Linked DNA regions of Mus musculus: all the other regions are linked to region 1. A link is a contact called in public ChIA-PET data. All regions are on one chromosome and are shown on one strand. Each heading gives the region's core, a stretch centred on a gene start, on an enhancer-like site or on the middle of the called end of the contact. The rest is flanking DNA. Distances are from core to core; before and after follow the strand shown. Region 1 holds the start of Cd28 (CD28 antigen). Region 2 holds the start of Ctla4 (cytotoxic T-lymphocyte-associated protein 4). Region 3 overlaps Raph1 (Ras association (RalGDS/AF-6) and pleckstrin homology domains 1).

The links. ChIA-PET counts read pairs in DNA pulled down with a chosen protein or histone mark.
Region 2: an RNA polymerase II ChIA-PET map of memory CD8 T cells shows a contact between it and region 1, with 7,060 read pairs. The contact joins the promoter of Ctla4 here to the promoter of Cd28 in region 1. A contact is called at or near these places in 1 of 15 datasets of contacts at CTCF or cohesin (the NIH/3T3 cell line), 4 of 484 Hi-C or Micro-C datasets (CD4 T cells, CD8 T cells, effector CD8 T cells and 1 more), 5 of 115 datasets of contacts at active chromatin or transcription factors (CD8 T cells, effector CD8 T cells, memory CD8 T cells and 2 more) and 2 of 9 other capture datasets (adipose tissue and liver).
Region 3: an RNA polymerase II ChIA-PET map of memory CD8 T cells shows a contact between it and region 1, with 1,933 read pairs. The contact joins the enhancer-like site here to the promoter of Cd28 in region 1. A contact is called at or near these places in 1 of 39 promoter capture datasets (macrophages), 6 of 484 Hi-C or Micro-C datasets (CD4 T cells, CD8 T cells, Th1 cells and 2 more), 9 of 115 datasets of contacts at active chromatin or transcription factors (CD8 T cells, DN3 thymocytes, the SCID.adh cell line and 6 more) and 3 of 9 other capture datasets (adipose tissue, liver and macrophages).

Annotation. Positions count from the first base shown.
Region 1 is chr1:60,745,088-60,747,787 of GRCm38.p6, forward strand. Cd28 (CD28 antigen) reads left to right here and starts at 1,301. Exons shown (of 4, transcript NM_007642.4): 1 at 1,301-1,441. The coding sequence starts at 1,387.
Region 2 is chr1:60,907,559-60,910,300 of GRCm38.p6, forward strand. Ctla4 (cytotoxic T-lymphocyte-associated protein 4) reads left to right here and starts at 1,467. Exons shown (of 4, transcript NM_009843.4): 1 at 1,467-1,721. The coding sequence starts at 1,613.
Region 3 is chr1:60,528,969-60,531,668 of GRCm38.p6, forward strand. All of the region lies in intron 2 of Raph1 (Ras association (RalGDS/AF-6) and pleckstrin homology domains 1), which reads right to left. Among named protein-coding and RNA genes, the nearest start is that of Raph1, 36 kb to the right of the region's middle. Within about 2 kb of position 1,368, at least 11 of the 459 cell types and tissues checked have an H3K27ac peak or open chromatin away from gene starts, as enhancers often do. A contact at or near this core is called in CD8 T cells, Th1 cells, effector CD8 T cells and 1 more, where this site is marked.

The DNA of each region.
Region 1 (2,700 bases), core at 51-2,550:
TGGTATTTGACTGATACGTTTAATATTTAAGTTTTATATACCAGCTAAAATGTAATAAAAATATTTATATCATATATGGATGCCTTAGAAATTAACAATTGATAACATATCTATTGAAAACTATAAACAAAACAACATGGAAAGTAATGGCTCAAATATTAAGTATTTTTATAATTCGGTAAGAATATAGGTAAACCTTGACTTTATGCTTATATTTTTTTCTAAATTTTTTTACGTATGCAATATAGCTCACTTTTGTATTCAGAATAAAAAATATAAATCATTCTTTTAAATATACACAAAATCACAAATGAGGCTGGTTTCACAAAGCTCAGATTATCAGAAAAGAAAGAAAAAAAATCACCAAGAAAGTTTTGAGAAAGCTAATGTGTATGAGATACATATAACCACAAACTCCGATGATTATAGCTTCTATAAGAGTCAGACTATCAGGGAAGCTGTTGAGTACAGATGCTGACCAGGGGGATCCAGGATGGCTCTAGAAGAGGAATGTGGAGCTGGCCATGCTGGTGGGCTAGCCCTGTCTACAGAAGGCCCAGGAGTTGGGGAGAGGTGTGGAGAGCTGGTTACAAAGGCCCCGGGTGTCTCTGTGGTGAATCTTCCAATGGTCTGCTGTTTGAAATGTTTCTTTGAGGGACATAGGGAACATGAGGTAGCAAGGGTGTTTCGTTTACCTCCTGTTTCCCTAAGAAAATATGGTGTTTTTATGACTTCCTCTTTGCTCTGGAAATTTCTGCAGCTGCTCAGATGCCTGGGTGCTTGCCAAGTGTGTACTTGGAAGCGGTTTTCAAAATTGGTAGAAGTGAGTTATACATACACTCCATAGGATCGCCTTAAGATTATTTCAAACTTCAATCTCATAACGTTTATGCAGAATTTAAACACGTGCATAGAAATCTCTCAGCTTCCCACACAGCCTTGTATTTTGGATTCGTCTGTAAGAGTTTGTCTTCTGAGAGAGGTTTTTCTCTCTTCTTTAGAATGCCTTGTTTGTCTGCTTTTGTTGTTGCTGGGCCCTAAGCGCCCACATTTCACAGCTCCGATGCTCATCAGCATGACTCTCCTGAGCACATTATCTGGTGGTGGCTGACACTCTCTTCAGTACCCCCCCCCCCCGCCTCCCAAAAAAGAAAAAAGAAAAAAAGGACTGGTTGCTAAAAGAAGTAAAAGTCAAGTCATCAAAAACAATGTAATATCCTGTGTGAAAGTCACGAAGCCTTGTGGTTTGAGTCCCTTGATCATGTGCCCTGTAAAGTGGCCCTGGATGGCAGAGAGTCATAGACCTTGGCAGATGTGACTTCAGTTCACACCACACTCTGCCTTGCTCACAGAGGAGGGGCTGCAGCCCTGGCCCTCATCAGAACAATGACACTCAGGCTGCTGTTCTTGGCTCTCAACTTCTTCTCAGTTCAAGTAACAGGTAAGCAATTTTGATACCATTTTTCCCCCTGTTTTCATTTGTGTTCTCATGACCAGCATGGTTTATTTTAAAACTGTAGTGACCTGTGAAACTTGAATGCATTTAGAGTTTTGTGCTAATTTGACAAGCTACTATTTAGAAACTAGCTAATTCTCATAATACAGCAAATAGAACTTTAACACAAGTTCTTTGGGAAGAAGTAACATTTTATTTAACAACTAGTCCCAAGAACTTTTATATTCAGAATTTTATTTATTGTTTTGTTTTGAGATAGGGTTTCTCTGTATAGCCCTGGCTGTCCTGGAACTCACTTTGTAGACCAGGCTGTCCTCGAATTCAGAGATTTAACTGCCTCTGCCTCCTGAGTACAAGGATTAAAGGCATGTGACACCACCGCCCAGTCAGGATTCTACTTTTTACATCCTATAAAACTGTGATAAGTAAGAGAGTAGGTAAATTCTAGAGGTCTTGGATTAGATTGCCTGGGCTCATATCTCAATTCTCCCTAGTGGCGTTTGGAGCAGGATTTACTACCTAAATCTCTGTAAAACGGGACCCTAAATGAGCATCACCTCAATTTCATTGTGAGATAAAATGAAATAGACATTGTGGAGGTCTTAGTTCAGGCTTGAGCAGTAAACATGGTGTTCATGTAAGTAGTATGTCTACCTGAATTCAGCGAGTGCCAAGAAGAATCCTGAAGTAAGCACAAAAGCTGGTATAGACACCAGTAAGTTTCCTTTTACTGTTGGTTGAAATATGTTTATTTAGGTTAAAATCCTTCAAGTTCCCAATAGCAATGGCAAGGAGGCTATATATTTATCAATTAGAAAGTTCTTACCCTAAACAACCTTTGGTTCTCATGAGTAAGAGCTATTTATTGTCATAAACTCCATTCCAAATGAAGAGACCATTGGAAGGAGGCCATCTATTGAAGAGAATGTTCAATAATTTCTCCAGAGGATGCAGGTCTCCAGTATTTGGCAACACATATTTACAGCTAAAGAATCTTTAAAATTTATGTTTAAAGGTTTCTGTATATCATGTTTAAGGGATCTTAACTTTCTTTTAAAGGAATACTTAAGACACCTTAATTTACTAGATAGTAAAGCCTTACCCTTGTTGAAAGTCATGCAACATTAGTGATTTTACACAGAATGCTTTTCTGATGCCCTCTGTGGACAGCCATTTGTTATAAACTCATGTATTTTCTTTGGAAACTTTTTGGGTTGGACTCAAAGCTTTGTATGTTTCACTGT
Region 2 (2,742 bases), core at 217-2,716, 160 kb after region 1:
GTAGGAAGCTTGTGTCATTGTCATAGGACCCGAAGGAAGCATGGTGGGAAATGGCATGCAGAATGAAAGGCCTGTGTGAGCACATGCTAGTGGGCAGGCTCTAAAGGAAGCATACAGTCCCGACTCTACAGAGCCTCTTCTGATGGGGTGCAGAGATGGCAGGAAACCACAGAAACAAGGGAGCATCTACTTGCCACTGCCTTCCAAGAGCTCTTATTAAAGGCATCCTCTGCCATGCCAGGCAACCAACTAGGTTTTTTTATCCTGCCATCATCCCATCCCAAGTGCCCACAATTCATAGCATGTTATAGATCTGCAGTGAACACCCCTCTCATCCTTGAACTATATGAGAGCTTCCCAGACTTAAGAGAAGTCTTCAATGTATAGTCTTCTAAAAATGCACTACAAATATGTGTGTATTAATTATCCTAACTATCTAATATGCATTAATATAGAGAATACTTAAATATTTTAAATACTGAACATTCTAAATAATTTTAATATTATAAAAATACCATAGTATTTATGATTGAATGTTTGCCCTTCTTTACAGCTTAGGTTAAGAATTCTGGTAATATATATCCTTAGTTTTGGTGGTGCTGGGAATTGAACCTCAGGTCTACTGCATACTAGGCAAGTATTCTACCACTGAGCTACATCTATACCTCTGAGCTGTGTCTTCATTGCTGAGGTATATGAACTACGTCTCTATCACTGAGCTGTGCCTCCAAGTTTTAAGTTTCTACCTTTGAAAATTTTTACTATTTTTTTTAAAAGCCCATCCTCCTGTGGAGGTTTTAAATGTCTTTTCATTTGGATTGACTTTCTCTGGGCCATCCACAACTTTATTTTGCCGTTGTTACAGTTTTAAAAGCATCTGGTTTATTTCCCAACGGACAAAACCAGAGGCCCCTTTCCCTGTTTTGTGTGTGTGTGTTTGTGTGTGCATATGTGTGCATGCATGTGCATGTACAAATGTGTGTGTGTCTTTCATTTCTTGTGATTTTGGCATTTTTCTCTCAGTAAAATACTAAGTGGAGTTAGGCAAAAATAAACCCTTTTGTGTACTGAGGGGCTCATAGAAGGACACAATTTTTCTTGGTGCCTTCCAAAGAGAAATTCAGACATCAGCTCCAGGACTAAGAGGGATGGCCATGGGACGCTAAGTAAGAGTACTGGGGGATTAAAGATGACCAGATGACTGGATAAAGTTGGGACTGGGATTTAGGGATTCCTTGTACTACAGAAATTATACTCTCCAAGACTCCACGTCTCCAGGTCCTCAGAGGTGACTCGAAGCTTCAGTTTCAAGTTGAGTACATTTTCCATCCATGGATTTGCTTGTTTTGTTCAGTTTTAGTTTGAATATTTGAGGTCGTCTTTACGACGTAACAGCTAAACCCACGGCTTCCTTTCTCGTAAAACCAAAACAAAAAGGCTCTCTGTTCAGGTGTCCTGTGTGTGCACTACACATATGTAGCACGTACCTTGGATCAAAGCTGTCTATATAAAGTCCCCGAGTCTGTGTGGGTTCAAACACATCTCAAGGCTTCTGGATCCTGTTGGGTTTTACTCTGCTCCCTGAGGACCTCAGCACATTTGCCCCCCAGCCATGGCTTGTCTTGGACTCCGGAGGTACAAAGCTCAACTGCAGCTGCCTTCTAGGACTTGGCCTTTTGTAGCCCTGCTCACTCTTCTTTTCATCCCAGTCTTCTCTGAAGGTGAGTGGAGACTTCTGGAACATGGAGGTGGAGGAGGTGTTTTTCCTACATGGGTTTCGTTTTTTTTTTTTCTTTCAGAAGCTGAGGACAGTGATTTATAGAAATGCCAGAAGTTAAAGCCAAACCCTCTACTTTTTGGTTTAACAGCTTCCTACAGACAAGTTCCAAGAAGAATATAGGAGGTCTAGCAGTAGCGAAGGAGCTGAGACTAGCCACAGCAGCTTGCTGGGATCTCAGCTGGGACTTAAGGAACCATGAGAGTTCCTTAAGTCCCATATGGGGGAGAACAAGTTCTTTGTCACTGCTAGAAAATCCTGTAAAGTTAAGAGATTTAAGGGGGGCATTTGAAATCGTGAGTACATTTGATCTTGATATCACAGTAACATTAAGGTTTTTCTCCTTACCCCCAATCCCACCCCCAAAACTTACCTAAATTCAAATAAATAAGAAGTTTTCCTCATTCACTTTAAGATTTTGAGACACTCTTAGTTCTTTAAATTATCACACCTAAGGCTTAGGGGACATAGCAGAAGAGGGGGCAGAAAGACTATGAGAGCCAAAGGTACATAGAGTTTACTGAGAGATTGTGTCTCTTAGGATGTCAAATGGTACACCCATAAAGTCTCACCAACACGACTGCCTAAACTTGAGCTGAATAAGGACATGAATAACAATAGACATACCCAAGTGGATGGGGAAAGACCAAGATGCTTCAGCACTATAGCAATAACTACAGGAAGCCAAGGAATATGGAGAGTAGGAAATTGCCAAGGGAAAAGCACACCAGCTGACTATCCAATAACATATGGTCAGCCTTCAAAACAAAAAGCAAATAACATATAGAATGGGCAGGTTTCATTAAGAATGACTATAACTATAGTCTGTGCATATCACAACAAATAATGAAAAGGGGGGCCATGAATTTGAAAGAAAAGCAAGGAGGGGTACATGAGAAGGTTTGGAGGAGAGAAAGGAGAAATAATGTAATTATATTAATCTCAAAGAATAGAAGAAGTAGTAA
Region 3 (2,700 bases), core at 118-2,617, 220 kb before region 1:
CCCGGTCTCTGTGGCTGGGGAGACATATACAGTCAGTCCCCATCTCCATTCTGTTTCTAAAGATTCATTTTCATGTGTATGAGTATTTTGTCTGAATGTATCTAATTGTACTGTGATGATTTGAATATGCTTGGCTCAGGGAGTGGCACTATTAGGAAGTATGGCCTTGTTGTAGTAGGTAGGGCCTTGTTGGAGGAAGTGTGACATCATTGTGTGCCTGGGCTTTAAGACCCTCATCCTAGAAGCCTGGAAGTCAATCTTCTAACGGCCTTCAGATGAAGATGTAGAACTCTCAGCTCTTTCTGTACCATGCCTGCCTGGACACTGCCATGCTCCCACATTGATGATAATGGACAGAACCTCTGAACCTGTAAGCCAGCCCCAATTAAATGATGTCCTCATAAGAGTTGCCTGGGTCATGGTGTCGATTCACATCAGTAAAACCCTGACTAAGATATGTGCCATGTGTGCATGTAGTGCCTGCAGAGGCTAGAAGAGGTAGCTGGATCCCCTAAAACTGGAGTTACAGTTATGAGCTGCTACTCAGGTGCTGAGAACCAAACCTCTGTCCTCTGCAAGAACAGCCAGTGTTCTTAACTACTAAGCTATTTCTCTAGTCCTTCATCCTGATTTTGATGCTATCAAATGAATGTGATCCTCAATCTACTCAGTGTTTTATTTCAAAAAACAGCCGAGAAATTCTTCTTTAACCTTAGACATAATTTTTCAGAAGCAATTTACGAAAAGTCAACTTCTTTCCAGTTCAAATAAATGAATATGTATTTTTAATTACCTGCCCATGGTGCTGAGACAAAGAAGGCGATACTGAGAAACACTCTCCTAAGGTCAAGAAATTAGTAATATAGTATGGTGAGTTTTAACCTTTGGGGAGGTTGCTAGGAATCTGCAAAAATCCTACAGATCTTCTTCCAGGAAAATGCCCAATATACAATCTTTTTTCAGCTGTTTTTGAGGAATCATTAACTATTTGAAACTTAAAGTTGATTAACACCGAATGTGCACAGGTAGTGAGCTAAAATAATGAAGTAAATCTGAATCTTAGTAAGTCAACTATTTTTTAAAATATCCGTAAAAACGAACATGTTTATAGTTAAGTCATGATATGCATTGGTTTTAATGTTTCTCTTTAAGATTCATTTATTTTATGTATATGAGTACACGCTGTATCTGTACAGATAGTTGTGAGCCTTCATCTAGTTGTTGGGATCTCTGCTCGCTCCGGTAGACCCCCACTCACCTGGCCCAAAGATTTAATTATTATTTTAATTAAGTACACTGTAGCTGTCTTCAGATGCACCAGAAGAGGGCATCAGATCTCATTACGGGTGGTTGTGAGTCACCATGTGGTTGCTGAGATTTAAAGTTAGAACCTTCAGAAGAGCAGTCGGTGCTCTTAACCCCTGAGCCATCTCACCAGCCCTAATGTTTCTCTTTAATGACAGATTTCGAAGATGAAAAGTTAGGCAACTTGAAATATAAGTGAGAAGAGAATACTGAGTGTGGAGAACTACCATCTGAGTGGAGTTCCTACCTCAGCCAAGGCAGTCTGACTCTTTCCTAACTGCTTTCTCTTTTTGGCCTCCTCCTCAAGTGTACAACCACTTGGTCACAGACACAATATACTAGCCAGCCCTTGGATAATTTCCTTTATACACTATAATTTCTATTTATTTCTTCTCGTCCTAGCTGTATTAGCTACTTTCTGTTGCTGTGAAAAAAAATCATGACAGAGACAACTTAAAGAGCAAAAAGTTTATTTGGGTTTAGTGTCCAGAGGGATAAGAGTCAGTCCATCATGGCAGGAAGCCTGGCAGTGGGTAGATAGAAGCAGGAAGCCGAGAGGCCACTTCTTTACCACAGACACAGCAGAGAGAGCAAACCAGAGAGGTGTGAAGTTCTAAACTCTCAAATATGCCCCTGTGGCATACTTCCTCCAGCAAGGCTACACCACCCCAATAACCTCTCCATCAGAGCTACTGACTTGGAACCAAGTATTTAAATACCTAATTTTATAGGGAACACTTCTTACTCAAACCAACACACCAGCATAGAACTGGACACTTAATCATTATCTTTATCATAACACTGCTTCTGTAAGAAAAAAGCTAAGAAGTAAGAAGTGGCTCATTTAGTGCTTATAACACCTGCCTGAGGACCTGAGTTTAGATCTGCAGCACCCATGTAAAAGAGGAGAACTGGTGGAGTTGGTTCTCTCTACCATGTCGGTCTCAGGGATTGAATTTAAGGCTTGACCGCAAGGACCTTAACCTGTAACTGTCTTTGCTACTTTGTAGATTCTTCTCCTCTGACCTCCATATACTCCACAGCATGCAACCCCACCTCCCTACAATAGAAATATGCCATAAGAATAGAGGTAGATACTGGATATAATGGCTAATCTCTGGTATCAAGTTGGCTGCATCTGCAATAAAATAAAATTCATGCAGCTGTGCACAGCTGTGAGGGATTTTCTTGATTGGATTATTTGAGATGGGAAGGCCCACCCTAAATCTGGGCCACACATTCTGGTGGCAGCTCACTTAAAAGATATGAAAGAAGGAAGCCTTTGCTTCTTTGCCTGCTTGCCTACCCTCTCACTGGCAGGTTTATCTACCCTGTGTCTAAGTTATTCCTTTGCTCATATTAGAATCTACTTCTTTAGGCTCCAACATAGACTGA